Regions from separate parts of the Zea mays genome. Here region 1 is linked to region 2. A link is a contact called in public Hi-C data. All regions are on one chromosome and are shown on one strand. The core of a region is the stretch at or near the end of the contact, and the rest is flanking DNA. Distances in the headings are between cores, read along the strand shown. Region 1 holds the start of LOC100278084. Region 2 has its middle 6.3 kb from the start of LOC103649831.

What was found. A called contact is a pair of places that touch in the nucleus more often than the background predicts.
Region 1: a Hi-C map of leaf shows a contact between it and region 2, with 8 times the contacts expected there. The contact joins the promoter of LOC100278084 here to the enhancer-like site in region 2. A contact is called at or near these places in 2 of 25 Hi-C or Micro-C datasets (endosperm and leaf).

Annotation. Positions count from the first base shown.
Region 1 is chr3:22,627,802-22,631,838 of Zm-B73-REFERENCE-NAM-5.0, reverse strand. It overlaps LOC100278084, which reads left to right and starts at 2,776. Exons shown (of 1, transcript NM_001151477.2): 1 at 2,776-3,648. The coding sequence starts at 2,950. The coding sequence ends at 3,507.
Region 2 is chr3:21,985,139-21,989,052 of Zm-B73-REFERENCE-NAM-5.0, reverse strand. No RefSeq gene overlaps it. Among protein-coding and RNA genes, the nearest start is that of LOC103649831, 6.3 kb to the right of the region's middle. Within about 2 kb of position 2,357, at least 18 of the 20 cell types and tissues checked have an H3K27ac peak or open chromatin away from gene starts, as enhancers often do. A contact at or near this core is called in endosperm and leaf, where this site is marked.

The DNA of each region.
Region 1 (4,037 bases), core at 1,527-4,026, 640 kb before region 2:
AGTTCGACGTAGTACGGGCGACGTACCAGGGGATCTGCAGGATGGCGGTCATAGCAGGATCGGGACTTCAAAGATGACGGCAGCAAAGGAAAGAAACTGCTAGGTGAAAATTCCGTGGGAGTTGAGATAAGCGGGAACAGTATTGGGGCGCTCCTACGTGGGTCTCAAATATACTGCTTGTGATATTGGTCCCTAATTTTTTTTATGAATGTCATTAAAATAGGGTTCCTGTTGGACCTCTTTTTTCTTGTTCGGGCCGTATATTTTAAATTGTCCACGAGTTTAGGGCCTCTATTAGAGTTGCTCTTATTCACTCAAATCCAATGGATAATATTATTTAGATGATCACTCATCCATCCCTCTCTCCCTTTCCCGCGACCCAGCACCCGAGCCTCCTCACTCACGTCGACGTCGACTCCTCTCCTCCCTCATCGAGATCGTAGCGTCAGCACCACTATATGCTAAGATTTGATTTATTAAACAAAATAGATTTGGTAGACAAAATCGATGATTTTTAATAAAAATATCGTTTATAAAGCTAATATAGTAAACTATTGAAGATGAAAGTAAATAAAGTTTCTGCTTATTTTATTAACTCGTTAGATTTATTAGTTTAGCCAGTTAATTAATTGAAAACAAATGGTGTTGCTTGTATTATACCGCGTCTTTAGCCCCGCCGTTGAAAGGTCAAGTTCCCCGCCTTGGTAAGTGGAACACAGGAACCCCAACGCAGCAACGGTAAAACCGGAACAATATGAAACTACTGCCGGCTAATTGGCTAAACGTGGACCGGGGCCAAGCAAGTACAGTAGCCCCAACGCAAACACACACCGAGAGCGGGCTACCCAGATCCGAAGGCGAGCCGCTGACGGTTCGCCGGCTCAAGCCGAGCAAAAGGCAAATCGCTGTCGGCTCCGGTCGCGGACGCGAATCGCGCAGGCGCCGGACTTGAACCGCAGCTGATAGCGGAACCCAGGAATCGAATTTAAATCAGGAAACTGGGGTGGGAAATGGAGAGAGAAAAAAAAGGCAACGCGCCCGTGACTGTTGGCCCCAGAATCCCGATCTCGACGCTCCCGCGCCTTTTGCGTAAAGACCCCCCCGCCACGATTCGTTATCCCGCGCCTCTCCCGGTTACTTAGATGTATTCGCAAAAGTGCCCCTAGCCGGGTCAATTCGTGTGGCCCACCCCGTTTTGCGCCGCGCACCCCGGGAGAAGCCGGGCCTCGCAGATGCTCGGGACGGTTGGGTCACATGCTTGGTGTGCCTGCTTTGCTTCGGAGCGTGGCCTTTGTCCCTAAATAAATAAAAAGGGTGGTTGGGCGCACCGTACATTCGGGTCGACCGGGTCGGGTTGGCTTGGCTCCCGGTCCCCGGAACTGCGGTCATTCATTGCGTACGGCGCGCGTCGAATCTCAAGGCACAGCCCTTCCCAAATGCAGAATTTACAGGAATGGAACCGATATGCACTTTTCCCCTTAGTAGTAGCTATATAATTCTTTAGTTTATAAATTTTGTTATTGAGTAGTGCTATATGCGTAGCAGTGCATGCGGCGACAAAAAAAAGAAAATGAAATTAATAATGAAATTCTGTGAGGTTCAGAACCAACATCTTTTCACCCAGTTATTATTGTCCGCACCGAGCAGGCACGCCCTCGAAATCTTTTTCCAGATGGGAGAGAATAAACCTTTTTTTTAAAAAATATAGCTGGGTCCAACTCGTCGGCCTGACTAAAAAGAGACCCGCCGCCCGGGATAAAGATCGCCACTGACCAGTACAGCCAGCCAGACACACAGGTGGCTTTTCAAAGGTTTTAAAAAAAAGCAGTGCCAGAAATATCGAAGGGGGGAGACTGACTGGACCGCTGCAGGCCGTCGCCGTTCAACCACCACACACGCCCCAATCCACCCATCCAGTCCAGGGCGTGGACAAATAAAAGCAGGCAGGCAGGCGCGCGCGGACGGAGACGCGGCCACGCCCACGCACTTCCAGATGGGATGGCAAGCCTCACGCAGGCAGGCAGCCAGACACGCACACATCCCCGTCCATGCCATTTTTTAAATTCATTTAGGCCTTGTTCGTTTCCATCGGATTGCACCCGGAATAATTCCAGCTAATCAAAGTTTATATAAATTAGAGAACCAATCCGGTCAGGAATCGTTCCGACCCACCAATCCGATAGAAACGAACAAGGCCTTACAAGGTTTCAAAATATCAGAAATCACTCATAGGTAACGGAAATATAACTGCAACTTGGGCCGGTCTGTATTCAATTGAATCTATACGCAGCCACACGTTCAGGTTTGAAGAATTATACTCAACAAGCACTGCCGTCACCTACCAGCAAAGGCACAAAAGCAGGCGAGAGAAAATAGGCAACCGAACAAAAATGCACTTCTGAGGTCTGACGCCAGCGGGGCGAGAGTGCTGGCTGGAAGCCTGGAACACGAGACTCGACTACTCGAGCGGTCGTCCATGGTATGGTGCCTGCTCTGGTTATTCGCATCAACGGGCCGCCACGGGAGCGTGTGGACAATACCTCTGGCACCCGACGAAACTCTCAAACTACACCGCCCGCCCGCCAGCTCCGGGAGGTACCTGAGCTGATAACTATAGACCTCGATGCACCACCGCACTGGCGACCAAACCAAAACCGCCCGAGCAAACTTTTTTCCGGAAACCCCCCTGCGAGAAACGTCGTCCGCAGAGCCGCCCACCGCGTGCAACGCTATATAAGGTGGCCCCGAACTCGGCGACGCTGCGCACAACACCTCGCTTTTTGTACTCTTCCGTCTTTGCCCTCGCGTTAACGCGCTCGTCTCGCCTGGCCTAGCTAGCTGCCTGCCTTGGCTTGCTTGCTACGTCGTGTACTATACACAGCGAGAGGAAGGAGGAGCAAGAAAAGAAAGAAAAGAGAGAGAGTCGCTTCCTTTCCTCCAACTTATTCCATGGAGACCTCTTCTCACAAGCGGGCGCGGGAGGCGGTCGACCTCGCCGCCGCCGCCGGAGAGGCCGTGTGGCCGGAGGCCGACGCCAAGAGGCTGCGGCCGCAGGACCTGCTCGACATGCTCGACGACGACACCGAAGCGGCGGCCGCCGGCGACCTGGCGTCCGTCATGCGGAGCCTGGAGGAGGAGATAGCCAGCTTCGACGAGGCCGCGGAGGCGGCGCCGTCGCAGCAGCCGGAGCTGGGGTTCCTGCTCGAGGCCTCGGACGACGAGCTGGGGCTGCCGCCGGCGGGATCCGCCGCCGCCGCCTCTTCGGAGGAGGCCGGCCTCGCCGGCCCGCCGGAGCCCGCCGCCGCGCTCTACGGCCAGATCTGGGGCTTCGACGACGAGATCGACGGAGGCTTCGGTGGCTACTCGCCCGAGGCTGCCGCCGCGGCCGCCGCCGCCGCCGCGTGGGACGACGACGTCTTCGGCGCCGGCCTGTTCGCGTTCGGCGACGACGCGTGCGCGCCGTCGGATCTCGCGGCGCTGCGCCACGAGTCCATGCCCGCCGTCTGATGACGCGTCCCCCGTGCGTGCGGCCGCACCCAGGGGATTAGCCCCTATCTTTTTTTCTCGTTTTTATTTTTACCTTTTGGCTAACCTGAATGTAAAGTTTCTTAGGAGGGTTAAAACAGAGCCGTGCAAAACTTGGGAAGATAAGATTTCAGATAGGCGGAAGGTTCTGGAAATGGCCTCCCTTTTTTTTGTTTGCCCTCGGAATCTACCTCTCGCTTAATAGAAAAAGAAAATAAGAGGAAGCGAGTACATACATAAAGCTATTAAAATAAAAATAATAAACAGTGAAGCAAAAGACAGATGCCGACAAGTTTTCAAAAAACAGATGGAGGTGGGCGATTATACTGAGAGGAAAAAAATAATGTTTTCATGAATTGTTATCTGGAAAAAATACTTGCAAGGATCCAGCACTCCAAATTGGAATTGGAAGAGTCCGCGAATTTTCGCAACCTTTTAGACGGGGAAGAATAATTCTGGCTGCTACGGTTGACCATGAGCAGGAAACTGTTTTACATTTGCCTGGGAACGAG
Region 2 (3,914 bases), core at 1,108-3,607:
AGAAGAAAGGAGAAAGAAGGAAGCCGCGGGCGAGTATATTCGCCTTCTTTGCCGAGTGCCCGTGATCTGGCACTCGGCAAAGTTTTTTTTAATTTTTAAAATAAACTTTGCCGAGTGCCAGATCGGTGGCACTCGGTAAAGGATCCTTTGCCGAGTGTCTACCATCTGACACTCGGCAAATATTACCTTACACATCTTTGCCGAGTGCCACCCTGGGGGGCACTCGGCAAAGAAGTCTTTGCCGAGTGTCTTCCTTGGACACTCGGCAAAGTACATTTTTATTTTTTTTATTTTGCCAACCAAAATTTTTGTGGTATGTTCCTACACTATGTAGACCTACATGTACCATTTTGGGACAATTATAACAGTGTTTTCTATAGCTAGTACATTTAGTTTGTTTATTTGAATTTCTTCGGAAAATTCAGATTTGAACTGCAGGTCACTCGAAACTTGGAAAACCGTGAATGCAAAAATGATATCCATGCTACATAGCACAAGTTACGACCGATTTCAGGAGCGGACCGGAAACTTCGAGCACCATGCTCACTCAACATGGCCGTGAACTTGCCATACAACTGTTTAAAAAATTTATAAAACACAAACAAACTTAGAAAATCATGAAACTTGTCCACATGTCATGATATCATATGTAGAGTCTGTGATAAAAAATTTAGAATGTTTGGAGAAAGTTGTGAGACACTATGTGTAGAAACCTAAGAGAACCACACATGAAATCATAGAGTTTCAATGTGGATCTCTTAGGTTTGTACACATAGTGCGTTACAGCTTTCTCGAAACTTTTTCAAATTTTTATCACAGCCTCTACATATGATATCATGACACGTGGACAGGGTTCATGATTTTCTGACTTTGTTTCTGTTTTATACAATTTTTAAACACCTGGATGGCAAGTTTACGGTCATGTTGAGTGAGCATGGTGCTCGAAGTTTCCGGTTCGCTCCTGAAATCGGTCGTAACTTGTGCTATGTAGCATGGATATCATTTTTGCATTCACGGTTTTCCAAGTTTCGAGTGACCTGCAGTTCAAATCTGAATTTTCCGAAGAAATTCAAATAAACAAACTAAATGTACTAGCTATAGAAAAAACTGTTATAATTGTCCCAAAATGGTACATGTAGGTCTACATAGTGTAGAAACATACCACAAAAATTTTGGTGACCAAAATAAAAAAAATTAAAATATGCTTTGCCGAGTGTCTACAGAGGACACTCGGCAAAGACTATGTTTGCCGAGCGCCAGATATTTGACACTCGGCAAAAACTGACGGCCGTCAGTTGTAGACGGCCGCTAACGGCCCTTTGCCGAGAGCCATGTTTGCCGAGTGCTTGACCCTCGGCAAAGAAGTCTTTGCCGAGTGCTCGGCTGTGCCGAGTGTCCTACACTCGGTAAACTAGCTCTTTACCGAGCGCAGGACGTTGCCGAGTGCGGCACTCGGCAAAGCCGGATTTGCCGAGTGCCCGATAAAAAGCACTCGGCAAAGCCACCGGCACTCGGCAAAGGCGCGAATTCCGGTAGTGATTTGGACGCGGCAGCACCTGGCACGGGCACACACGTTGAGGCGCGCGTCTCGTCGGAGCGAGAGAGTGCGCACCAGTCACCAGCAGTCCAGGCGTCCAGCACAGATGGTGGGTGGTGTTCCGGCCGGGCCGGTACTCACTTGTCAATCGGGACCAGAAAAGCATGCGACAATATGTGCCATGTACTTGCCTTGCCTTGCAGAGATCGATCCAAGTGACCGGCATACGTGCGCTATGAGCCTCTGTCGTTTGCATGCTCAGCGTGTGCCTTCCCCGTTGGGTTGGGGGCTTGCGTGTCGACAATATGGTCCATCGGTTCTTGGTCTTGCCAACTTTATTTTAATTTAGGGCTTGTTCGGTTAGCTCTCAATCCATGTGGATTGAGTGGGATTGGATGGGTTTGAATCCCAAACAAGTCAAATTTCTTAAGAATTTTTTCCAATCCCATCCAATCCATGTGTATTGGGAATAACCGAACAAGGCCTTAGCAGGCACCAAAACCATGCATCAAGCTAGCTTGATATTATTTATTATTTATCTATAAGGCCGACAGGGTAAATTACGTAACCTGCTTCTGCCATTCCGGTGGACAAGCACTGACGGACGAGAGCTGGATAATTATATAATAGATAAATAAACGAATACGAGTACTACTTACGTAAAAACAGTGCCGTGAACAGAAGTGACAGAATTTTCTTTTTATGGTAATGTCCGGAGAATCCCCCCGCATCGAGATCGCGCTCGCTGGGGCCCACGCTTCTGGGCCGGTCCAGCGGCGGGGCCACGTAGGCTCCGCATGCATCGAAACTCCGGCGTCCACGTTTCGCGCCGCGGTTGGACCGCCCCCAGCCAACGGAACCTCAACACGTGGCCTGCACTCCCTGATCTCCCATTGGCTGCATCGGCGGTAGCAGCCACGTACGAAACGCACGCAGTCATTCATGCTCATGCATGCATGCCAATAGGGTTAGGGGCCGCGTACGCCTGCGCTTTACGCTAGGGGTTTTGTTTACTGGTACTGGTACATGCGGTGCGAGTGCGACTAGACTAACAAAGATTATTAGCTTTTGTTAATCCCTGGAACGTACCTAAACTAACAAGGATTAGCGAGTCAACATGTGCACAGTAGTGGAGTGGCGCCTCCACAGGGAGGTGGATGATGATATATAGATCATCCTAAGATTCGTATCACATATAGTATTATTAAGTGGGGGGTTACCTGCTATTTTTTTATTTGGCAAGTTTTCTATTCGCCCCCACTAGCTGGTCTCGTTGGTCCCCTTCTTCGTTCCACCCCCGTTCTCCGCCTCTGGAGACCGTATTATAAGGCACAATTGTCGGTGATAAATTGTATCCTAGACATATATAGAATAACCATCGACGGTTACGTCGTGCGTATACCATTGGTCGCCTTTCGTTACTGAATTTGTATAGTACAAGTATATATACATATACATGCACGCTCTCCTATCAACGGCAACTTGACTCCTGCATAACCTAACAATATAGTACAAAGCAAACCCACAACAAGAACTGAATCAATGTGTGTGTATATATATATATATATATATATATATATATATATATATATATATATATATATATATATATATATATATATATATATATATATATATATATATATATAGGCGGGATACATGCATATATATATATATATATATATATATATATATATATATATATATATATATATATATATATATATATATATATATGCATGTATCCCGCCTGTCTATAATAATATGCATGTCGCGTCGACGGGCTGTCGTAGGCTAGCTTATCATACTCGCATCGCATTCACATCATATATATCCAAGTGGATTAGGCTAGGTTGGCTACGAACTGGGGTTAACCCTAGTCGAAGCTAATAAAATTATGTTATGCCCCTACTATACATGGATCATTATGGAGTCACCCCATTTGGCAAAGCATCGGCCATATATATATATATAAAGTAATCCATGATTGTACGGGAGGCATGTAGAACGGATTTGATAGGATGTCTCCAGACGAGCAACTAGAGCTATATTAGTTTAGTTTAATGGCGAGCGCAAAAGATTAACCTAATCGTCAATGTCATGTGGATGGATGCATGTACGCAGCACCAGCTCAGTTGATCTAGTCGACAAGCCTATAGCTAACAAAACTGCAGATGCACGTCGTCTGACCTTTCCATCTCCATGTTTTTTTCCCCTGCTCAATTCCTGTTGAACTCATCGTTAAGTAGTCCAGTACAGTATATATGATTCAACTCATCAGGCTATATATTATTCACAGTTTAACTGTGATTTCATCATCTTTTCTCGAAGACTATCAGTTGGGCCTTTGATTGCATGAGACGAGGTTCTTAAAAAT